Linked DNA regions of Mus musculus: region 1 is linked to region 2. The links are chromatin contacts, called in public HiChIP or PLAC-seq maps. All regions are on one chromosome and are shown on one strand. The core of a region is the stretch at or near the end of the contact, and the rest is flanking DNA. Distances in the headings are between cores, read along the strand shown. Region 1 has its middle 110 kb from the start of Gm39242. Region 2 has its middle 47 kb from the start of Gm39242.

The links. HiChIP or PLAC-seq counts read pairs in DNA pulled down with a chosen protein or histone mark.
Region 1: an H3K4me3 HiChIP or PLAC-seq map of embryonic hindbrain shows a contact between it and region 2, with 4 times the contacts expected there. The contact joins two enhancer-like sites. A contact is called at or near these places in 6 of 484 Hi-C or Micro-C datasets (MC3T3-E1-derived osteoblasts, the N1E-115 cell line, cranial neural crest and 2 more) and 7 of 115 datasets of contacts at active chromatin or transcription factors (differentiating embryonic stem cells, embryonic forebrain, embryonic hindbrain and 4 more).

What each region holds. Positions count from the first base shown.
Region 1 is chr8:107,945,953-107,951,766 of GRCm38.p6, reverse strand. No RefSeq gene overlaps it. Among named protein-coding and RNA genes, the nearest start is that of Gm39242, 110 kb to the right of the region's middle. Within about 2 kb of position 1,981, at least 7 of the 459 cell types and tissues checked have an H3K27ac peak or open chromatin away from gene starts, as enhancers often do.
Region 2 is chr8:107,878,378-107,884,924 of GRCm38.p6, reverse strand. No RefSeq gene overlaps it. Among named protein-coding and RNA genes, the nearest start is that of Gm39242, 47 kb to the right of the region's middle. Within about 2 kb of position 3,249, at least 3 of the 459 cell types and tissues checked have an H3K27ac peak or open chromatin away from gene starts, as enhancers often do.

The sequences.
Region 1 (5,814 bases), core at 732-3,231, 68 kb before region 2:
TAGTCAAGGTTAAGTAAACCACGTAGCCTTCCAGATTAAAGAATATTGCATGGATTTTTGTTTGCTTAAAGGCTGAGGTTTTTCAGCTTGGGGATTTGTTTGGGTTTGGGTTGGTGGCTCTTTTATTATTTATTTATTTATTTATTTATTTATTTATTTATTTTCCCCCCTCTGACGAGAACAATTTCAAAATGATACTGCAGTGATGATCTTTCTGAGCCCACCCCACAAACACCATTCGGGTGTCAGCCTCAGAAGAGGCGACATTAACAAATGAGCCCTACCTGCTTAACAAAGCATACAGACCACTCAGCTTGGAAAGTAAAAAGTTAACCTAAAACAAAAGGAATTTTACACATGGGAGCATGTGTTCCTTATATAGCCAAAGTCTCCGAAAAAGAATGTATGTGTCAAACAAAACAAGGGCACAAAAGCCACATGTCTGTATATGTATATCTATCTGTATTTCAAACAAGCATATATGAAGTACATTCAATCTCACGTGCACTCGTGTGTACACACACACACACACACACACACACACACACACACTGCACACATGTTAATAGAGCATTCAGAAAACAAAAACAAAAAAACATCAAAGGTCTGGGTAAAGACTCCCTGAACTAAACACTGGCTACCAATATTAGTGAGAGCCTTTTGTGTGTTCATAAAAATCTATCTGCCAGAAAAGTGTCAGAATCATCTGAGAGCAAAACGAGTGTAGGGGAGAGGGGTAGCCCATGACAAGACGACTCCCCCATTTCCCACGAGGCTATAAAAGAGCAAACACTTGAAATAATTTGCAAATAACCCTAACCCAGCTCCTTCAGGTTTTATTTTAATGAGTAGGATTTAGCAGGAAAGTTGTTCAAATGACAGGACCCTTACTTACAGGGATCGGACAAGGGTAAGGAGAGAGAAAGGGACAGAGAGTCCAAGGGAAGGCTCCCAGTTTGTGACTCAAAACTGGAAGTAAGGTTTCCTCAGAGATTTCAAGGATCCTTTAAAAATTCTTATCGAAATCAAGTCCCCTTCCGACTTTCTTTTTCTTATAATTGAACAAGTGTTTAACTGTATCTCACTGTCACAGCCGTTCCAATACATGAGCCGCACTCCGAGTAACAGCTTTCGTTACACATTTTTGTGCTGAGGACTTTCGGTACACTGTGATAAGAGCCCTCGTAGCTTGGTACTGCCTGCACACAGAAAATAAACCTGGCATTTTCAGATTAGCTTTTTTTTTTCTCCATCTGATGTGCATGATTTTGGCAAGACAAAGAGTTGCTTGTGATACCACACATATTGATCTGAATATAACCCTTTAGTTCATTATTTTTTTTAAATATCATCTCACTATTTGGGACCAGATAAAAATAAAATTTTACGTTGGTTCAGCACAGAAGAACTAAGCAACTGCAGCATAGCTTACACAAATCATTATCCATGAGCCAAATGCTAATGCAATTTTTTTTTACTTCCATGGTATCTTTATGACACCATATCAAATATCCAAATACTCTATGAGGGCAGAGGCCGTGCTATATCACTTGGTCAGAGCTGTTAACGAAAGAAACACAGGGACGCTTGTGGCCCAGACTTTTAATTCACGTGCCTTGTTTCAGACTCAGGGACATTCCGTCGTTCAGCCCCGAGTGACCAGGGGACGCTTCCCACCACAGGTGACTGACTATCCCTGAAATGGCCACCACAGTTTCTTCCTCCCGTTGTCATCCCTTTCAGAAATGTTTCATATTAGGGGGAAAAAAACCACAGAAATTCCAAAGTGCTTTTATCTGAAGGAGAATAAACAGACTCCTGTTCCAAAACAAAGAATAATCGTGTCTCCCCACTAAATGAACCTGAATGTTCGTCTGCACAGTTTTGAATGAAATACCCACGTGCCGTTGTTTCAGACCCTATAAAGGGAACGGCTGTGACCGCTCACCTACTGTCCCCTGTCACAGCTAAGCCTTCCCCTGTGGCACTTGCCTTCACCAGCTAGCTCCAAGTTGCCACCTTGCACAGGTTGCCTCAGACCTTTCCCCTTAAGTGAGTGGACTCAAAATTAGCCACTTGCAGTCCTACCTTGTGCTTTAAATTTTAATAACAAACAGAGACATCTCCTGTCTCTCTTTAGATTCTGTAGACCCTCCCTCTTCTCTGCAGACTGAAGGCTGCTGCTGAAAAGATTGAAAACCTGGAAGGAGTTTGGGGTGGACTGGCCAAGCCCCCTCCATTTCCCTCAGATGTTTACAATCTAGCACCTTTCTGAAGACAAAGATGGGGGGGGGCTTATTTTTCCCTTAGACTGAAGGGTGAGACAGGGGGGTATTAAAAACTGATCAATGTAATTTTTTTCTCAGAAGTATTTGCACATCTGTGAAATAATGTAATTTCCTCTTTTAAAAAAAACTTTTTATATGACATTCATGATTATAGCCTGATCTGGAGAATTATTCAAATATAAAATTAAATGTTCAGAAACTAGCTGTGCTGTGGATGGCTGGGCTTGCCCCAGCTGTGCATCAAACTTAGGCGATTCTATTAAAAGTCTAAAACTGAGCCTCTCTAGATCACAATGAATCCCCCCCCCCACAAAAAAGGGGAAAATCGCTTTTTAAAAGGAAATATGAGGGTCTACTCGTTTGGGTTACAGTTTCTTTGGGTGAGCCTCCGGGGGCCTAAAGAGACTCCAGCAAACTGTTCAGAACCCATAATAACAACAACAACAAAGGGGAGTGGGGAGGGGGGGCTACGGCAGAAGAACGAAAGCAACCAATACAGCAGGTAGCCTCGTGTGTTATCACAGGGTTCAGAACAATCTGGGACTTAGAGAAAGTTCCGAACCTTCAAAGTTAATTCTTTTGTTCCAGTGAAATTGCTTCAGTTTTAACGTGAGCCATCTGTCATTTCTCCTTGGCTGCTGTGTGCCACACGGCTTTTATGCTGCTTTGACTCCAGACCCCTTTCCCCCCACAACTGCTCCCAACTGCTCCCAGGTCTGAGAGGAATCCACCCTCCTGAGGCACAGTCCAAAAAAAAAAAAAAAAGCAAACTTTCCCTGAACCTACAATCCTAAGATTTTTCTTTTCATTTCCATGATCTAGCATGGTCCCCTCCAAATCCATCTGCCTTTCAGAGATGATTCTAGTGCGTTTTTCAGCACCTCCAACCTCATCCGTGTCTTGCACCATCGACTCCAGGTAATGTATCACCGATACAGAAAATAATGGAGACCCCAGAAAATAAAAGACTATTACATCCCTTTGAAGTTAAAGACCTAGCCCCACACTCCAAAGTCTGCTACCCTCCACATCTGGTTCTTTTAATAAAATGAATTTCTAAAATATTTACTGGTTTAAAAATAAGCCAGGACCTTTTATGGGTTAATACTATCCAATTTTAAGTGGAAAGAAAAACATAATTCTCAATAATTTTATGGCAGGAATTAATAGTCAGATAATCTCAGGAAGGAGAAAGGGGGTGGGGTGGGGGGTATGTGGTTACTATTCTGAAAACCAGGGAACAAGGGAAGGCAGAGGGTGTTGTTTATGCTGCCTAAGACAGACAGACTTTAATAACACTTAACAGAACGATACACATAATGATCTCAGAAAGCACTTCTTCTGCCTCATCCATCATGCCGAGGAGAAAATGAAGCCTTCGACAGCATTCGAAATTATTCTGGATCTTGTCAGTAATTCCCCGCGTCTCTCCACTATCACAACACAAATGTGCGTGTGTGTGAGACACTGACCATTAATCTAGACAAGGTTTCAGGTGTGTGTGAGAGAGAGACAGAGAGAGATGGGGGGGGGGGGTGAAGAGAGGAGACTTGTGACAGCATGCTAAGAATTATTACCTTTTCCACGGAGGAATGGTACCTACCCATGAAGCCGTACTAAATAAACCAAAGGAAACTAGAAAACTACATGGGTAAAGACATGGGACCTTAAGAGATCAAATGTTTTCTGTCGAGATGAAAGAGAGGAAAGCAACGTCCCCGCTAGCTAGAGCCATGACCAACTCTAAACGACCAAGGTAGGGAGCCAGCCCCTCCCTGAAAAAAAGTTTCTATGAAGTTGCAACATACTATCAGCATCCCTAAGTAATCAGACCTTGTGTGGTGAGAAAAATCATGGGCTTGTCTTTGCCACTACAAAGACACAGCCAAAAAAAGGTCTACTTTGTATCCTTCAGCAGAGGAGCCTCAGACTGGGCACCTGGACTGTTGGGTTTGTACACTGTAAAGTTCTCATTGATTCAGACAGAGTGGGGGGAGGGGAGGAGGACCTCGGAATTATTAAATAACCAGTTTATTCGCAGATCCATCTGGCTTTGACAGCGTATTCCTGGCAAACCCCATTTGAATTCCCAGCCCTCCTGAGAAACCAAGCAGCGGCTTGGGCAGCAGCTTCCTCAAACTTGACTCTTTCTCCGCGGCATGGCAGCCATCCTAAAAGAGACTCCCGTTCCAAAAGGAACTGCCTATAAATATTTGCAAGATAATTTCTCACAACACTCATCTGAGTCCACTCCAAACTGATTTCTATACACGCTCTGCGAAGATAAAAGTGGGCTGGATGTCTGGTTTGTGATAAATTAGGATGATTTCACTACCAAAGTCATCAGAGCCACACAGATGGGCTTACTTGGATGAACGTCTGTGAGCTACCCAAGGCTAACAACAGAGAGCAGGGGGGTCTCCTCAGATGAGTGTGTGTCTTAAGGAGGGGGTGATGGTGGGGATGCATTGGAGCAGGGCCAGGAGGACTCAGAGGGAGGAGGGACGGGGAGAAGAGAAAAACAGTAACAAAATTATACACGGGAAGAAATGCCAATACTAGCTCTTCCTCTGAAGTATCAGACAAGCCCTCCCTGTTTTGAAAGAGTGAGCTGAAATAACACGGACTACCTAAAAACCAGGCCCAGGGCTCTCAGAAATTGGCCTTTATTGATAAACACTTTTGTCTCATTTACAACAATCAAAATTTGAAACGTTGGGGTTTTTTGTTTTTTGTGGTTTTTTTTTTTGTTTTGTTTTTTTTTTGTTGTTGTTTTTTTAAGAAAATACAGAACTTTATTGCCTCTTGAGCAATAAACCAATTCAGGAGCAGATACGCACTTTTTTTTTTTTTTTTTTTTTTTTTTTGTCTAAGTGTTTAATTTAGGCTGGGATGTGTGACCCACCACCCCTGAGCCCCAGGTGGAAAAAGAGATTATTATTCACAAGGAACAAACACCACTGCAGGATTAAAAACAGCTCCCAGGAAGTGGATGCAGCCTAGTCCCTCCCCTCCATCTCTGCACAGCCCACCTTCCCTGCCTCCCTCCACCCCACCCTGCCTCCTGCTCCCCCAACCCCCAGTTGCAAGCTATAAAGCAGAAAATGTCACTTGGAGCTTCATCGAGGCCTGGCAATGGACAGATATTTATACTGAATAATGCTCACATCAGGAGTGAGTAAAACCAGGTTTAAAATTGAGGTTTTCACAAAATAATGAAGAGGAAATGTCACGCTGGCAGCAGTAACGGCATAAATTGTGCTTATTTATTCATTATCCCTTTTTCCTCCCCTTCCTCCGTGGAAACGTAATTTTTATTTTTCACGATCTACTTGCATGAAACAGAATGGGGCTTCTGCTCTAGCTGTTGCTCTTTTCCGAGCCTAAGACCAGAGACAAAGATGATCTTTAAAGATTTAAAAACACAGCAGTAATAAAGAATGCAGCCCCGAACGCCTTGCCTTCTAGATTTTAGTTCAAAGAGACAAGGTAAATATGATTCGCCCAAACAAAATTACCCGTAGCT
Region 2 (6,547 bases), core at 2,000-4,499:
TTGGCCAATATCTCCCCAATACCCTGCAAACACTGTCCTATTTTAAGAATTTCTTTCTTCCTTCCTTTCTTCTCCTCTCCCCCTCCTTCTAGATTTTACATAGGAATAAGATCACATGTTATTTAGTTTTCTGTGCCTGACTGATTTCCCATGGCTGAATATGCTCCAGATTCAACTATTATGTCCCAGATTACACGACTTCCTTCTTTTTTAGGGGTATATAATATTCCACTGTATATCACCGCAGCATCCGTGATAGACAGGCAGGTGGATTCTGGGCCTCAGCTCTTGGGGACAAGGTTGAATGAGCGTGGAATAGCAGATGACACTTGGATGTACCCATTTCACTTCCTCTGGATGTAAGCCATCAACCATGTCTGGTCAAGCAGTAGCAGTTCCATTTTCAATTTTTCAAGGACCCTCCACACTGGTTTCCTCCATGACTGAATGCACTTCACCTCCTACCAACAGCTCCCAGATAACAATTCTTTGTTTTCTTTCCATCTCTGGGGTTCTTTCTCTGTAAAAACAAAACAGAAATCAGCATTCAGAGAGAGAGGGAGAGAGAGGGAGAGACAGAGAGACAGAGAGACAGAGAGACAGAGAGACAGAGAGACAGACAGACAGACAGACAGAGAGAGAGAGAGAGAGAGAGAGACCATCTAAATCACTTTTCCAGATGAGGCAGGAGGACATGCTACATACGGCAGATGTTCTAGTGGGCAGTGCCAGTCATCTCCCCATCACCCCACCCCACCTCCTTCTCCTCACTTCCATACCCGCAAACACGGCCGGCTATGTTTCTGTTTCGTAGGACAAGCTACATAAACACACATAAATACGGTTAGATTTGAAACATAAGATCTGTAACAGCCTCTGACACCGAGAACACACTTGATAAATAATGAAGCAGTGTCTTCCTCCAAGATGGTGGGAATTTACCATCGGGAAGGGAGGCAGAGCCCCCTCTACCCTGACACACACAGAGTTCAAGACACCACGAAAAGAATACCACCCAGGGTCTCCATCCATTTGTCTCATGTGCCGGCTCAACCCAACCCACCTTCATCTTCCTCTGAACTAAGACAAAGGGGTCTAATGTGTTCCGGGCAGTGTCACAAAGCACATCAGGAGTGAATGGGGTTTATAAGATTAGATACTTTCTCTCCAGGCAGTGGGTCAAATCAGAACCTTCGCTCAGCCAGCCCAGTGCATAATCTCCTTTGATCACTTTCAATCAGACTAAGTGTCTGCAATCTGTACAATGGCCACTAATTTAGTGGAAACAAATAATTTGGAGAGCCTGATTATCAAAAGATGAGACAGAACGCAAGGTCCAGACTGGATAAGCATGCTGGAAGTTTGCTCTTGCCTCATTTTTTTTTCAAAGCTGCCATGACCCATACAGCATTACTGCATTAGGGACTTAGAGTTGGTCTGCTAAGCTTAAAAATAAAAAGAAGAAAGAAAGAAAAGAAAAAAATGGATATTGGATATTGTCACACACACACACCCTCATGAGTTCCTCATTTAAATAAGGAACAGGGTACAATGCATCAGTTAAATCGCAAGCCTTTGTCACTGACACACGCAGCCATCCACTGCCTGGACAACTTAACATGAAAGGGTTTCATTGTGTGAAAACCAGAGCCTCTTTATATATATATATAAGATAATGTATAAAATTCTAGTTATACAACTGGCCGGCATCACAAAGCTCTGTGGGTCCTGGAAGCCTCTCTCTCTCCCCCACCATGGATAATAAGGCATGGGGTTTTGCTTGCTTTGATTAATTTCAGAATATTGCACTGAACCTGCATAATCCCTAAGACAGCAGAGTAGAGGAGAAAAAGTGATGGGCAATGATAAAAAAAAAAAATGAAATGATCAGGCAAAGGCTGTGTTCTATCCGTGCTGTACAACACACAGGTATGCACATGTGCACACACACATGCGCACACACATATACACATACACACATATATGCATACATACACATGCACACATAAACATATATACACACACACATGCATGCGCTAGAGCGTGCACACATACACACACACACACACACACCATCACCACCACCATTACAAAACTGATTTCAGCAAGTACTAACCACAATAATGGTCAACATACAAAATGGTCTTTGACTCTAGGACTTAAATGATATGCACGAGGCTGCAGCAAGCTTAAACAAAACCTCTGAGGTGTCGCCAGGGCTGTGATCAGATATATAACATCACTGGGAAATGCACACCGCCTTTTTTTTTCCTCAAATCACAGCAGCCATTATTTATACAAGTACTGAATATGGAAAAGGCTCTGACAACTTTACAGTGGTGTTTGGATGGATGAAGATGCGGGATGATGGATGAGGGAGACAGAGGATTCCCTTATTAAAGCATCAAATTCGCCTCTAAATATCAAACAGACATCTTAGCCCCAAACGCGTACTGCTTCCTACTCAAAATCATATAGACCGAACACATGAACGGCCTTTCTTTGATAGAAAAAAAAGGCAGGGTGTTCGCCTAATGAGTAGTGTTAATTTTGGACTAGGCCATTAAGTACCTTTTTTTTCTGCATAATGTGAACTCAGAGTCCATGCCTATCAAACAAGAATAAACGTGACAATTTGCAAATATAAATGAATGTTGGCAGAAACGGGACAGATCCCCACCCTGCCATTCTGTTCTAAAATTTTAGTAAATAATTTCAGCAGATAGCATCTTCCAGCTATATTTTTGGTGTCTTTCTTGACAGGAAAGCTGCTATGAAGGGATGAAAACTCACCATTTACTCTGTGATTTTTTTTTTTCTTTAATACTGTGCTCGGATTAAAAATATAGACTCATACATACAATGTTGGTAGCACTGCAGCGCCCACTAGTGGACATTCTGGAACCACGGAGGCTCCTGTCTCCAGCGTACATTCAACAAACCAAGTGTGTTCATCGTAAAAGTGTAAAATCAAAAACGAACAAAAGAACATAAGATAAAATGAGCCTGATTTACGAAGTGTGGCAACTTGATTCTTATTGTTTCCATATGATGATGAGGCTGGTACTTTTTTCCACAAACCTCAACTCTACCTTGGCTCTTCCTGTAAGATTAACAGTAGGCAGAGAAACATGGGCCTGATATTCATGAAGTGTCTGTGTCTAAGGAATCTTGCCTAAGAGTTCAACTAGAACACGAGAGGGTCCGGAAGCAAACAAACAACAAAACCAAATGCCTGTTTGTAAAAGAAGCCAGTTCTACCCTAGTCACTGCATGGGCTAGATCTCGCCTATCTCTGCCTCCCAAAGCAATGACACCACTGGGAAGTGGTCTTTTGGTATCAGCATGGTCTAACATGTAACCCAAGAGTAATGTGATTATAACTTACCAGGAAACAATATTTACATGTTGCTAGTGTTTCCGGTTCCTTTCCTTACAATGAAAAACAAGTTTCCTTTGGTCTTTTAATGTTTCTAAGTACAGTGATGATTAAAGCCCATATCTCTCTCTCTCTCTCTCTCTCTCTCTCTCTCTCTCTCTCTCTCTCTCTCACACACACACACACACACACACACACACACACACACAGAGAGAGAGAGAGAGAGAGAGAGAGAGAGACAAAGACAGAGACAGAGACAGAGACAGAGAAATATTTTTCACACATAAGCCTAGAGATTTTTCTTTAGTTTCATGTCTAAGAATTTGTATATTTTTAAGGAGCTTATTTTAGAAAAAAAATGCTAACACATTTCTAAAACTTCATTCACAAAGCTGTAAAGGAACAAAGCATTCTTAATTCGTGTTAACGAAGACATCTTATTTAGCAGGTGTGTGTTGAAAGGAAACAACGCAAGCCAGGAAATCAAGACTAAACTAGTTTTAAAATCCAGAGGGTTTGCCCAATGCAAATTAGGAGTTGTGTTTTAACACCTGAGAACTAGTGATATCATATCAGCCAATTGTGGAGGTCTGAGTCTTTGCTTTCTCTGAGAAAGAAAGAAAGAAAGAAAGAAAGAAAGAAAGAGAGAGAGAGAGGGAGGGAGGGAGGGAGGGAGGGAGGGAGGGAGGGAGGAAGGAAGGAAGGAAGGAAGGAAGGAAGGAAGGAAGGAAGGAAGAAAAAAAGAAAGAAAGAAAGAAAGAAAGAAAGAAAGAAAGAAAGAAAGAAAGAAAGAAAGAGAGAAAGAGAGAGAGGGAGGGAGGGAGGGAGGGAGGGAGGGAGGGAGGGAGGGAGGAAGGAAGGAAGGAAGGAAGGAAGGAAGGAAGGAAGGAAGGAAGGAAGAAAGAAAAGCTTCCTGAGCAGGTGGAAGTGAGGACTCTTTGGATACCAGTGAGCCTGACTGGTGACCCTGACCAGAGAGTTGCTTCCAGGCTCTTTCCTGAAATATGCCACTGTCCCTAACTCTGAAGCCATCAGAAGCCCAAACCTGGGCACCTCCTCTTTGTTGTGTCTTGACACAGACACATCCTTCTTGATTCACAGTTGAGCAGTCGAACCTTTGTATGGGTTGTTTTGGAAAGAAAGAAGGTTAGTAAAAAGAAGGAGGAGGAGGAGGACGATGTTGGTGGTGGCGGCAGCGGCAAAGGAACTGGGAAGCAGTTTCTGCCATGACAGCATTGCCCACATCTCTGAACCCATTCCCAACATTGGTTTGAGCTCCTCAAAGACACAAACAGGCAGTAAATGAGCGAAGGCAAGAGGTAACTACCTAGAGCCTGGACTGCAGGTCAGATGGCAGAGCCCCTCCTTATCCTGTGGGAAGCCCTGGGTGGGATCAGCAGCGTTGCCTAAAAGCAGGTGTGGCAGCCAGCTCTGTGATCCCAGCACCAAGGAGATGGAGTCAGAAGGACCTGGAGTTCAAGGTAAACTCTGGCTACATAATGAGTTCCAGGCTACCTAGGATACTCACGACTGTGGATGGGGTGAGGGGGGAGAGAGGGGGGGAGAGAGAGAGAGGGAGAGAGAGAGAGTCCTAGATCCATGAAGATGCCCAGCTGGGTGGGTTTCATCGACTATGGCCCCATGTTGAATTTTCTAGGTTCAAATCCCACCTGTACTGCTTACTAAAATTGGGAAAGCTGCTTAACCTGCTCCTATTTGCCTCATTTATTAAGAAAGGGATCTCATGTGGTTGTAAAAAAATCAAATGTTGCCCTGGCACCAAGCAGCAAATAGCAAAGAAAGAAAGAAAGAAAGAAAGAAAGAAAGAAAGAAAGAAAGAAAGAAAGAAAGAAAGAAAGAAAGAGGGAGGGAGGGAGGGAGGGAGGGAAGGAGAGAGAGAGAAGAGAGAAAGAGAGGAAGAAAAAGAAAGAAAAGAGGCTGGGGGCCAGTTCAGTGAATAAAGTGTTTGTACGCAAGACAGAGTCCAGATCGCCAGAAGCTATGAGAACTGTACACAGGAGTGACTGCATCCTGACCCAAGACTCAGAAGGCAGAGACAAAGGATTCCTGGGCAAGCGAGATAGCTGGGTGAGCCAGAACTGGCGGGGTGGACCCCACCTCAGCAAAACAAAATGGAAAGGGAGTGAGGGGACATCTAGTGTCAACTCAGGCCAGCAAGCGCACACCCATTGCAGTGTTCACAAGGACAAAAAAGTAGCCAGCCCACGCATGGAACACAAGCAAAGCAATGGAAAAAATATATTTCTTTCTGATACATTTTGAAACAGGGCCCACTCATGGAAACACATACACACACCACACACACAAACAAAATAGGATTCAAAATTAAAATGCTTTGACCTTAAAAACAAAACTTACTTCTCTCTTTTCTCCATATCGTGAGCGTGAAGCTGTTTCCCTCCTGTACAATTAGAGATGTTTTGGAGATACCAAAAGAATTATTTTCCCCATTTTTCTACCCACGGAGGACTCCATGGTTTAGCCATCTTCTGTTTTGAAGCCCTCTGTCAAGATTTTATTGTGTTGAGAGCTGGCGGGATGGCTCCGGAGGTGAAAGCACTGGACAGCAGACCCGAAGACCTGAATCTGAGCCCCAGGACCCCACGTGGTGGCCAGGTAAAAGCCTGACACATCTGGAGAGACAGCTCAGCAGTTAAGAGCACTGGTTGTTCATCCAGAGGACCTAGGTTCAATTCCCAGCAGCCACATGGCAGCACACAAGCAAGCATCTGTAACTCCAAGATGTGACACCCTCACACGGACATACACGCAGGCAAAACACCAACACCCATAAGATGAAAATAAACACACTTAAAAGCCTGGCACAACTCCACGACTCTGAAACCTCAGCATAGCATCGAGGAGTGGCAATCCCAGGAACTCTCTGGCCATGCAGGCCAGTCTACATGGTGGGCTCTCTGCTCAGTGGGGAGAACCTGCCTCTCACTGTGGAACCAGCAAGACAGCTTCAGCAGGTTCCTGCACACGAGCCTAAGGACCTGAGTTTGACCCCCAGTATCCATGGAGGGAAGAGAGAACTAGCTCCCAAAAGCTGTCCTCTGACCTCCACAAGCAGCCTGCAGCACATGCACACGCAGTCACAATCATAAAATAGTTTGTTTTATTTTAAGTGGACGGTATTAGTCT